2 separate regions of the Sus scrofa genome follow, and region 2 is linked to region 1. Evidence: chromatin contacts called from public HiChIP or PLAC-seq data. All regions are on one chromosome and are shown on one strand. Each heading gives the region's core, a stretch centred on a gene start, on an enhancer-like site or on the middle of the called end of the contact. The rest is flanking DNA. Distances are from core to core; before and after follow the strand shown. Region 1 overlaps ATL2 (atlastin-2). Region 2 has its middle 89 kb from the start of ATL2.

Region 1 (5,821 bases), core at 2,209-4,708:
ATTTCTTACTGATGGTAAATTATAAATGACACTATCACTGTGTCTTGGAATTTTTGTGATGCTTTCTAGTAGTATCTGGAATGTATGACCAGTCTATGAAATTTCCTATTTGTTTTCTTCCTCAATTTGAAGTATCTGGCTGTCGGAGTGGAAGCAAGTTTTGGATATTATAATGAGATAAAAGAGGGGCGAGTGCTTTCTCCTATGGAGATAGGGATATCTGTTACTATAAATTACATGATGCTATTGCAGACCCTTAGAGTCTCTTTTTATCATTTTGTTCTACCTGTTTTTCTGTAGTCTTGCAGGGTATCACAACTGCCATATTCTTGAGGCAAGCAGAATCCACATCTTTGTGTTTATATTTTTGCATTATAGCCCTTCAGATTAGCTGGCTTTATGACTTTGCCTTAAATTATAAAACAAAGGCGTTCTCTGTCCTAAAACTTGTACCTTGGTGTTCTCTTGATTGTTCAACTTTATGATAACAAGAGGCCTGGTTTTGGAACCCTTAAAGCCACCCATTCACTTTCTTATCTGTAAAATGAGGGTTTTGCCCATCTTGCTTATCTCACATGTGGTTTTGTATGTGATCAGGAATGAGATCCAAATGAGATAATGCTTTTTTTTCCCCTGATTCTCGACGCTAGATTTCTCTCCTTCCTTACAGAAGCTATCTGGGTGATAGATCAATGACAGATTGATCCCTTCATCATATATTCTTTCAACAAATAATTATTGAGCATCTATTAAGTACAACACAGTATGCTGAGTACTAATGATCTGTGATAAACAAATCTTCTTTCCTCATTGCTACTTGCAACTTGGCCCTAACAATGAAAGGATCTAAACCTGTTTCTAAAAGCTAAGGCACATATGGGTGAGAATAGGTTGGTCATGCTTTTAGTTTTTAAGTTTAAATCTAGAGTTTAGTCACCTTAGTCGTTAATTACTTTTTTAAGTACCCATTTGGAATTATTCAGCTGAGAATATCACTTTAGGTTTGCTGGCCTATATCAGCTGTTTATATTCTTGACTTCCAGGTGATTTATCACTGACTTGCTATTAGAACAAATTGTTCTATATTTGAAGTAATCCTGTTTTCTTAGACATAAGTTATTTCTTAGCAGAGATGACACTCTGGACACCCATTGTTCTCTTTGGTGACCTAGGTCATCTTTTAAAGACCTGACTCAGAAGGACTAGACCTAGTGAATCTTTTCTCCAATTTTTTTTTCTTGTGAGTACTTAACTGCATTATCAGCTCTGGTCTATGTGCCTAGGAAGCCTCCTAAAAAAATGGAAAAAGGGCAAGAGTGCCACCTACTGTTTTGTTTTTTTAGCTATTATAGTCTGATAAAATTTTCATGTTAAGTTATTTAGACCGATCAGTTTGCCTAAGTAAAAAGAACCATATTAGAGTTGATGGTAGTTGAGGCACCCACTGAATAGCTATTAACTGTATACTACGAATGTTCTGGGGAGGAATTTTCTTTACAGAACTATGCCCTTCACATTTATTGACTTAGAAAAACACTTGGATGGAGTTCCCATTGTGGCTCAGCAGGTTAAGAACCCAACATAATATCTGTGGGAATTTGGGTTCGATTCTTGGCCTCGTCAGTGGGTTAAGGATTCTGGCATTGCCACAACCTGTGGCATAGGTCACAGATGCAGCTTGGATCTGGCACTGCTGTGGCTGTGGTGTAGGGTTGCAGCTGCATCTCTGATTCGACCCCTAGCCCAGGAACTTCCATATGCTGGAAAAAGAAAAGAAAAATAGTTGGGGAAATTCTTAACTTAAAAAAAAATCATGTTGGAGTTCATACTGTGGTGCAGCAGGTTAAGAATCTGACTACAGTGGCTCAGGTTGCTGTGGAGGTACAGGTTTGATCCCTGGCCCAGTGTAGTGTGTTAAAGGATCTAGTGTTGCCGAAGCTATGGCATAGGTCGCAGTTGCGGCTCACATTCAGTCCCTGTTCTGAGAACTTCCATATGCCACGGTGCGGCCATTTAAAAAAAGAGTCATGTTCATAACATTAAAGAAACTTACTGTATAATTACTTTTAAAAAGTCTGCTGTTTTCTTTGCCCCATATGTGTGTATTCATAATTTTTATATAATCTACAACTACTGCTTTCCCTTTAAAGTTTTATCCTGACTGTTAAAAAAAAAAAAGAACATCCTTTACATGGACCACTAGTTAAGATAGTGACTGAATCATTCATTTGTGCTACGATATAAAATAGCCTTCACTTCCACAGGGAAGGTTATACACAGCTGAGTATTCAAAGTAAAGCACTAATAAAAACAAAATTTTGTTTTAACAGGTATATAATTTGTCTCAAAATATTCAAGAAGATGATCTTCAACACTTGCAAGTATGTATGTCTCAAAGAATGTGTGCCAAAGTATTAAAAATTTAATTCCCACTATGCGGTGACTTTACACCAAGAACCTATGATATTGTAAGAAGATTGATTATTATATGGTTTTAAGTTGATGTACAACTTCTTAACTAGAAGAAATTTAAATATATGATCAGTCTTAAAAAATTAAATGTTTGGCTTTCAAGTGATTTTAAGAGCTCTGATAGCTAGTGATCTGATATAGAACAGCTTCATAGATGTCTTCTTTCAACCTCTTTGGGGGCATTATCTTAAATAATTTGATTTAATAGTTATTTACAGAGTATGGCAGACTTGCAATGGAAGAAATCTACCAGAAACCATTTCAGGTAAATAAATATTTTATCATTTAAAAAATTTATTAAAAAATTAGTAAGTCATATATATCATCTTGGAACTCTGAAGACATGAGGACCTTATGCCAAACTAATTTTTAGCAGCAAATCAAGCAGAGTTGAAACTGTTAATGTCAATGTCATCACCAATTCTCGGTAGCAGCTTACAGGATAGGAAATAGAACAAATGGATTTAGATTGATTCTTAATACTTTTTACTTAGATTAGATTAAGAAGTTAGTAATGTTTCTCCTAATTAGATGTTAATTCCAAAAATTGAGACAGTTGTGTAAGTTTCTTTTATGCATGATAAACTACTAGACAGTGTTACTATCTAGTAGTAACAGTGTTGTGTGTGTGGTGTATTACAAGTTGAGGTTAGACCTGTTGTTCTGTATTTTTGTTTCAAATAGAAGAGTTTTGGAATTTATTGTATCTCTCCCCCCTTATGTTTTTTCATTTCTTTTAAATGCTAGGTACAGAATATTAAGCCAGAAATTAACCTGGGTAGAGTTATTTGAGAAGCATTTGCTTTGCTTGCTTCTGTGGAGTCTTATCATGGCAGAGATTTAAAAAAAAAAAAAAATGAAGCTAATTTCAGATAGTTTCTTTTTTGAAGTAAATGTAATTTATAAGTTGACATAGCACTGTTTGGTTAGTTGTGTCATAGTGGGTGAGACTGACCACGCTGTTCATCAGTGTGTGAAGTCCTTCCTGTATGACAGTGTCACTGGTGATTCTTAGTAGGTTTACACTGATTCTGCCTCAGTCTTGTCTGGCTCAAGTAATCACTTTTATGAAATATTTGGGTAGCTTATGGTGTCATTTTGTGTATATGATGAAATATATTCTCCTTTGGCCTATATCACTTTTTCGTGGTTAACATCGCCACCCAGAGGGCGTTTGCCATTATGTCTGGCTACATTTTTGGTTGTCACAGTTTTGTGGAGGAAGTTAATGCCACTGGCTTCTAGTTTATAGAGGCCAGATGTGTTGTTCAGTATCCTAAAATGTGTAGGAGTAGGACAGCCAAGCACAGCTAAGAATTATCTGACTCATAAAATGTCAGTCGTGCTTAGTTGAGAAACCTAAGCATATATGAATAAAAAATTCTGTGAAAGAATTGCTTGCTCTAATTAGGTTAGTTGGTCTTGTTACACAACCTTGGCTTAAACTTATGATCCATATACCCTGATATGCCTTTTGTTTATTTTTTAAAATCCTATGTTATTGCTTGTGGTAACTCTTTATATAGAGTTGAGGTTCTCAAATGGAGGTAATTGCTTGGTATAAGAGCTGAGACTGTTGTTGGCTTATGTAGGCTCTTGTTATAACTATGAGTAGTATTATTTGCTTTATTTTATTTTATTTTATTTTATTTTTTTATTACTCAAATGTATTTATCACATCTGTAGTTGTATAATGATCCTAACAATCTGATTTCATAGAATTTCCATCCCACAGCCCAAGCACATAGCACATCCCCCCACCCCCCAAACTGTCTCCTCTGTAGACCATAAGTTTTTCAATGTCTGTGAGTCAGCATCTGTTCTGCAAAGTTCAGTCTGTCCTTTTTTTCAGATTCCACATGTCAGTGAAAGCATTTGATGTTGGTGTCTCAGTGTATGGCTGACTTCACTTAGCATGATAGTTTCTGGGTCCATCCATGTTGCTAAAAATGCTGGTATTCATTTTTTTTTAATGGCTGAGTAATATTCCATTGTGTATATGTACCACATCTTCTTGATTCACTCCTCTGTCGATGGACATTTAGGTTGTTTCCATGTCTTGGCTGTTGTAAATAGTGCTGCAATGAACATTGGAGTACATGTGTCTTTGCGAGTCGTGGTTTTCTCTGGGTAGGTGCCCAGGAGTGGGATTGCTGAACTATGAGTAGTATTAAACCATTTGGTTACTATAACTTTTGAAAAGGATTGTTCGGGGGAGTAAGAGATGCTTCAGTTATTAAAGTAGTGATATTTTGTAAAATTTTATAGGAAATGATTTTTTTCCCCTTTCTGTAGACATTAATGTTTTTGATTCGAGATTGGAGTTATCCTTATGAACATTCATATGGTTTGGAAGGTGGAAAACAATTCCTTGAAAAGAGATTGCAGGTAAGCCCCTGTTTCTTAGAAAGGAGAGCATAAGCACTAAGCCAGGTGAAGGAGTGGGCTGCTTGGACTACTGCTTAAGACTGCAAGTCTCTAAGTTATCATCGTAGCAAATTGAGTGTCCCAAGTTAGCCCGGATAACTCCATGTGTAACTGATGAGAAGTAAGTCGGTAGCACTCCTGCTAAAGGGAATAATAGAAATGCCCTTGAACAGAAATAAAGGAACAAATATTTCTCTCCAGAGCCACCTGCCTCTTCAGTAAATTAATATTCAAAGGATACAAGTTTGAAGTAGACTAACTTATTGATCTATTCATATTGCATGCATGTTTCTTTCTGGCCCAGCTGAACTTCTGAACATTTGGGACAAGCTGGATAATCTAATGTGCATGCATTGAGCGCAAATACTGTGAGACGCTTTCCAAGGAATACTATCTCATAGAGTTGCAGCATGTAGCACTAAAAAGGGATCTTAAACATTTATCTCCAAAACTGGGACTTAGAAAAGTGATTTGCTTTTGGTCACTTAACTAATTATTGATAACTGGGAGTGGGACGTGAATATCCAGACTCCTGGCCTGGCCAATGCAAAATGCCACACAGTGCATTCCTGGAAGTAACCTCATCAAAGGTGCCCTCCCATGGAAGTATTTTGGGAAACCCTCAAGCCCAAATACGACCCACTACTGACATCCGCAAAAGGTACATAAAAATCCCTTTCTTCATAAGTAGGAGGTTTCTCTCTTTCGGTAATAAAATTTTGTTTCTTTCCTATGAAAAGATGCATTTAGCTTCTCAACCACATTCGAAGACCTAAGATACAGCGTAATTTTTTTAATCCTAAAATGAGATTAAAACTAAGTCCTCATTCTTAGATTATTTGAAAGGCATTTCCAGACTGTCAGAGATAATTTCACTCATCAGCATTTTCTCTGCTTTGTTCAGAGGAAATTAACACAAAAC
Region 2 (5,821 bases), core at 1,825-4,324, 150 kb before region 1:
CAAAAAGACAAAAAAAAAAAAAAAAAGATCAGTTTGAATGAGTTGAGCAGGTCATATGTGCATTGACTTTGATGCTTGACAAGAAGATGTAGAAGTTCTTATTAATTAGTTTATTTGATTGATTAAAAATGTTTGTTCACCCAAAGTGCAAAAAATTAAATACATATTTAAAATATATTGAAATATAATAATGTATTCTGATATTACTATTACTTTTAAATGGGATCCCCAAGGAAAATATTAAGACCCTTGTAACCTTTCCAAGCAAAATGAACAAATCCCCTGCCCACTGGGGATTCAGAGATGGGAGTGGTTTTTATGTCAGTGGAGAAAAGAAAAATCAAAGCCTGCAGCTGTTCACGCTGCTGTTCATCCTGCAGCTGTTCATGCTGTCCTTGCTTCAGCTGCTCACATCTCTCCACTGTCTCTGGACTTTCTCACTTCAGTATGAGTAGTTAACTCTTAAGGAGCTGGCAGACGAATCTCAATAAGCCAGCGGCTACCTCCTAATGTGTTCGGGAGAATGAGCAAAGTGGGTCATATTCTTGTATATATGTGTGCATAATTTTACAAATAGCAGTTAAAACTGTCTTAAATAAAAGGAAAAGATAATTGGTTCATGTGCCTGAAAAGCCCAGATAACTTCAGAAATGGCTGGATCCAAGGGTTAAAATGTCATCATATCCCAGTTTTTGTTTTTTGGTTTTGCCTCATCTCAGCTGACTTCATTCTCAGATAGGCTTTTCTCTTACAGTGGAAAGTGGATGTAGCAACTACACATTTTCAAGGTTCATGTTCAGCTGGAAAGAGCAAGCTTTTTTTCCAGGAGCTTGAGCAAAAGCCTGGAGGCTTGATCAGCTTGAACAGCCCTTAGTCATGAGTCTGCTAGAGATAACTACTGTGGCCAGAAGAATAACATACACTGATTGTCACGTGCTGCATCCCTGGAACCATAGATCTTTTCCTCTCTCCTCTCGAACATGTGAACTGACCTAGAATCTATAGCCGGCAGACAGTTGGTTGCTGTGGGTGATTTGGTGGAGTTGGAACTCAGTGTCTTTCATCCTTCTTCTGGTGTGCCTTCTTGTATTACAGGGGATTGAGAGCTAATCATTACATTTCCCAGACTCTCTTTCAGCTATAATTTTTGCTGTGATTTTTTATTCTACCCATTGGATGCTCTCTTGTAAAACCTGAACCAGTGAATTGGGATGAAGCTAAGATTCTGCCAACAAATTCAGTTGGGAAGATGGTTCGTTTTTCTGTAGTAGCCATCGTGGAGATCTCAGTGCTCAATTCCTGGCCTTGTGAGTGTCATCAGAGGCAGGATGAGCCATTTGTTGATCTGGTATGGTCCATAGCAAACACCATCTGGCCAAGGAGCTGGCAGCAGCACCCTTGGCTTCCTGACTGTGGTCATGACACTGTGGTCCCAGAGCCTTTGGCTTTCTGAGCACAGACTGGGCAGCAGCTTACTTGGTGGCCCAGTTCTGCAGGGTGACTTTAGGACTTTTTCCTGAATGCTCAACCCAGAATCTACTTCTTCAGCCCGATTTTGTTGACTAATACCCTAAAACAAATTTCTTCTGCTTCATTTTAGTGAGAATGAACTTCATTCTCTGCACCTGAGTGCTCTTGCCAATCCTACAGCTGTCTCTTCCGTGCCACCCCCTTGCACCCCGCCTCCCACTTCTTCCTTGCTGGCAGTGTCCACTCCTACTAGAGGCTGAAAATTTTTCAGCCTCTTTTGCAGTTGGGTCTATGTTGGGCATGTGTGTGTGTGAGGAAGGGAGCATTTGGGGATAAGTTTTCTGTCCTAATAAAAAGAGACATTTAAGAAAAATTGTCCCATCTGCTTTTGGATGTGCTTGGGAGAGAAAGTGGTGCTGATGTGGCCCTTGTGCAGCCCTATGGCAATAAGCCTGAGAACTTAAGCCAACCCTGTGCCGCCAAATTATGAAGCCTTGGAATGAGAAATTGTACGAGAATTTTCTAGATTTTTTATTGTTTAAGCCACTTTCAGCTGGGTTATATGGTTACCTGCAGCTGGAAGCAACCTGATTGTCTGTCTATCTGACTGTCTATCTGTCTGTCTTCTATGTATCATCTGTCATCTATCTATCTAGAGAGAATGGGGGTGGGGGGTGGGGGGGATAAATTCCAGTTCTGCTAATGCCCCTTATAGAATCAACAGCACCTGTGCATGTAGGCAGGAAGCCACAGCCTTCATTTTAGGGGAGATTCAGACACTCATCTTTTGGATCCTTTAATTGACTGCCTCAAGCTTGGCAGAGAGGAGTGGCAGTGACTTTGACTTCAGTGCTGATTGACATGGGTGGTGCCACCCTTATACCTCTCCTCCTCATTTACCTTTCATGAAATAGTATAGCGCTTACACATGCTTTTCCAAGGCTTCTTATGCATATTTTTATATGATCTTCATAAAAAATCTTCAAGGTGGTAGGACAGATTATTTGTCCTGTATTTCTGATGAGAAAACTAGGACGTAGATGTAAATTGCTTGGCCAGTCACACACAATTAATTAATTAGGTACAGATTTTGTGGCCTCCCCCCCCCACCGCTCTAGTTTTATTTCTGTGGCACCAGATTGCTGCCTCAAAAAACTAATTTGTTAGGAATAAAACCCCCTTAAGTGCCTAGCAGGGAAACAGTGCCTGAGGGTTCACCCTGTACGTTCCCAAGGGCAAAGGGCCCTATGAAGTGGAGACTTTGTCCTTCATAGGGAGACCTCATTGGTTGCCTGGGGACCACATCATCTTCTAGCCTTTTATGCTCAGCAGAGGCAGTGGACCTCTTGCAGAACTGCCATTGGTCATTTGCTGGCAGGGCACATTGATGGAGGGGGGTTTTGGGTAAAAGTGGTGACGTTCTTCTCAGAGTGACAAGAGGCATCACACGTTTGTGTAAGACAGCAGCCAGCTGTGGTTAGGACTCACAGAGGAGGGGCTGGGTGAGTGGCTCTGGGTCCTGTCTGGCTCCAGGGACCCTGCAGAGGGCTTTGGCAGCCATCGTTCCAGGCTCCTCCATGTGACTCAGCCGCACTCTGTGTCTGCTTCTTTCTATCCCGCCGTTGGCTTCCGGATGGTTTCTCTCCCTGACCATTTCCTCTTGGCTACTCATGACCTATTTGGCTTCCTCTAAATTGTCAAGAGAAAGGGACATTCAATAGAGTAGGAGTGTAAACAGTAATAGGTGAAAAATGGAACTTTCATGGTAATACCCAACCAAGCGAGGCAGCTTTGTAAGTTCCTATCATTGCCGTGAATGAAGCCAGGTGGTCCTGCGTTGGGTCCTGAGTCACCGGCCAGGCATAGCCAGCACTCCCCAGTCAGCTGCAGGGGTGGAGAGCACAGCAAGAGCACAGGATCAGATGGTCGGACTCCCAAGACCTGGGGCCCAGCCCTTTGTCAGGGGGCAGGGTCTGTAAAAGGGCTGAGGGTGGGTAGAAGCCATGCGACCTGTTCACCACAAGCCCTTGCTGGTTTTGTTTTTGTTTTTGCCTTTTTAGGGCTGTATCTTGGCACATGGAAGTTCTCAGGCTAGGGGTCGAATCGGAGCTACAGCTGCCAGCCTACACCCCAGCCATAGCAACGTGGCATCTGAGCCGAGTCTGTTACCTACACCACAGCTCACGGCAACACCAGATCTCCAACCACTGAGCGAGGCCAGGGATCGAACCGGCGTCCTTATGGATACTAGTCAGGTTCCTTTCAGCTGAGCCACCACAGGAACTTCCCCTTCCTGGTTTTGGATTGTGAGGATCTCCTGTCAACAGTGGACTTTCCTGGGCAGCTGTGCCTTTGCCAGATCCGTGAGTGAGATTGGAGGGTGAATTTTGCTTCTCCGGACCATGGCCCTGGGTTCAGCCTGAGTGTGATTCAGCTTCCTCACTGTGGGGCCTTGCTTCATGCTCCTTTACGCCCCCTTGCCCAGCTGTATGTGGGCCTGGAACACAGGAGATGCCAGTGTTCAGGAATTTTATGGATGACCCCGCTATGGTTCTAACTTCATTTATTTGAAGGCAGACAAATCAAAAGGCAGATTTAAAAGACTTACGAATTTTCCTTCTAAATCACCCTAAACTTTTCCAGCTCCTGACAGCTCCACATTCAACATTTTCTTCCTAGTCTCTAAAACTCTGCATTCTTGGGCTCAGCTTGGATGGGTCAGCATGTGGTTGAGGATCAGGATCATGGAGAAGACCCTCTTCCCTTCCAACATTGGCTTTAAACAAACTGTGAACCCAAATGAACACGAAACCTAATCGGGTTTGGCCACTGGATGAGGAATTAGACTATTTTTAGATGAACTATTTTAGTATTCTCCCCACCTGCTTTGCATTCATATTTTTAATACTTCTATGAGACTTCCATTTGTCAATATTCTGTCTCACTTAATTCCAATCTGCTGCTAAAGGTGTGAGATGAGCACCTGCCCTTTGAATTATCGTGGGACCAACTGCTGATTCACAGACCAGCTCTCTTGCTGTTGATGCGAGTGCAGTTTTAGCTTGCTGATCAGTTTTGTTAAACTTCCTGTTTTATGTAGCTGTGCTCAGTACTTAGTCCAGAAGTAGAATGAAGGTGGGGACACTGGAGCTAAGTAAGTGCATTTGAATGAAGAAGTCAGTGGCAAAGGAAATGGGGAAGTAGCTTTAGTTTAGGTCCTCTGTGGTGCCTTGTCTCCCCTCTCTGGACTGTCTTTCCCTCTGCTGATGCCCTCCACCCTTAGACACCGCCTTGTCCTTACAGTGCCCCCTTGCCACTTCCAATCTCTCCCCTTCGGCACACCATCCAGGCTTGCCCTCCAGGATTCTCTTTTCCAGTGGAATTCTGGGACATGGAATGATTAATTCAGAAGGATGGAATCTGGAGTTCCTCTTGTGGCCCAGCAGGTTAAGGACCCAATGTCATCTCTTCGAGGATGTGGGGTCAATCTATGGCCTGGATCAGTGGGTTAAGCATCCAGAGTTGCTGTAAACCATGCATAGGTCGCAGATGTGGCTGGGATCTGGTGTTGCATAGGTTGCAGTTGTGGCATAGGCCAGCAGCTGCAGTTCCAATTCAACCCCTAGCCTGCAACTTCATATTCTGCAGGTGCAGCCAATAAAAAACAAAAAACAAAAACAGGAAGAAGGAATCCGGACACTGGCAAACTGGTCAGAGGACAGTTTGGGATGGGTGGGGATGGGGCAAGGAAAGCTCTCGGGGATCCCATCTCTGTGAGACTTGTCTTGGATATTTGTCCTTTGTCCTAAGGTGAGTCTTTTGTAGATAGCATATTATAGTTTCTTTTTTTTTTAAATCCAGTCTGACACTCTGTGTCTTTTGATTGAAGCATTCAGTCCATTGACATTTAAGGTAATTATTGATAAAGACATCTTTATTGCCATTTTAAACCTTGTTTTCCAGTTGATTCTATGTTTCTCTTTTGTTTTTTTTTTTTTTTTTTTTTTTTTTTGGTTGGATAATTTCCTTTTATTTTATGCTTGTGTCCTCTTCTTTTCAGTTTTTACCAATGTAATGTTTGGTTTGGTTTGTGGTTGCCCTCTTTTTCATGTATGTTAACCTCTTCCTGAGCTCGCTTTAGCCTGATAGTCATATAGGCTCAAAGACATTCTAAGATAAAGGAATCTACGGAGTTCCCGTCATGGCTCAGTCTACTAGGAACCATGAGGTTGAGCTGTGGTGTAGGTCGCAGACATGGCTCAGATCTGGCATTGCTGTGGCTGTGGTGTAGGCCGGCAGCTATAGCTCCCATTAGACCCCTAGCCTGGGAACCTCCATATGCCATGGTGCA

Evidence for each region. HiChIP or PLAC-seq counts read pairs in DNA pulled down with a chosen protein or histone mark.
Region 2: a contact with region 1 is called in an H3K27ac HiChIP or PLAC-seq map of alveolar macrophages. The contact joins two enhancer-like sites. A contact is called at or near these places in 2 of 2 datasets of contacts at active chromatin or transcription factors (alveolar macrophages and skeletal muscle).

The regions. Positions count from the first base shown.
Region 1 is chr3:102,013,898-102,019,718 of Sscrofa11.1, forward strand. ATL2 (atlastin-2) reads left to right here. Exons shown (of 14, transcript XM_005662612.3): 5 at 2,331-2,381; 6 at 2,681-2,737; 7 at 4,768-4,860. Among named protein-coding and RNA genes, the nearest start is that of ATL2, 60 kb to the left of the region's middle. Within about 2 kb of position 3,459, at least 6 of the 83 cell types and tissues checked have an H3K27ac peak or open chromatin away from gene starts, as enhancers often do. A contact at or near this core is called in alveolar macrophages, where this site is marked.
Region 2 is chr3:101,865,582-101,871,402 of Sscrofa11.1, forward strand. It overlaps the pseudogene LOC100520902. Among named protein-coding and RNA genes, the nearest start is that of ATL2, 89 kb to the right of the region's middle. Within about 2 kb of position 3,075, at least 5 of the 83 cell types and tissues checked have an H3K27ac peak or open chromatin away from gene starts, as enhancers often do. A contact at or near this core is called in alveolar macrophages, where this site is marked.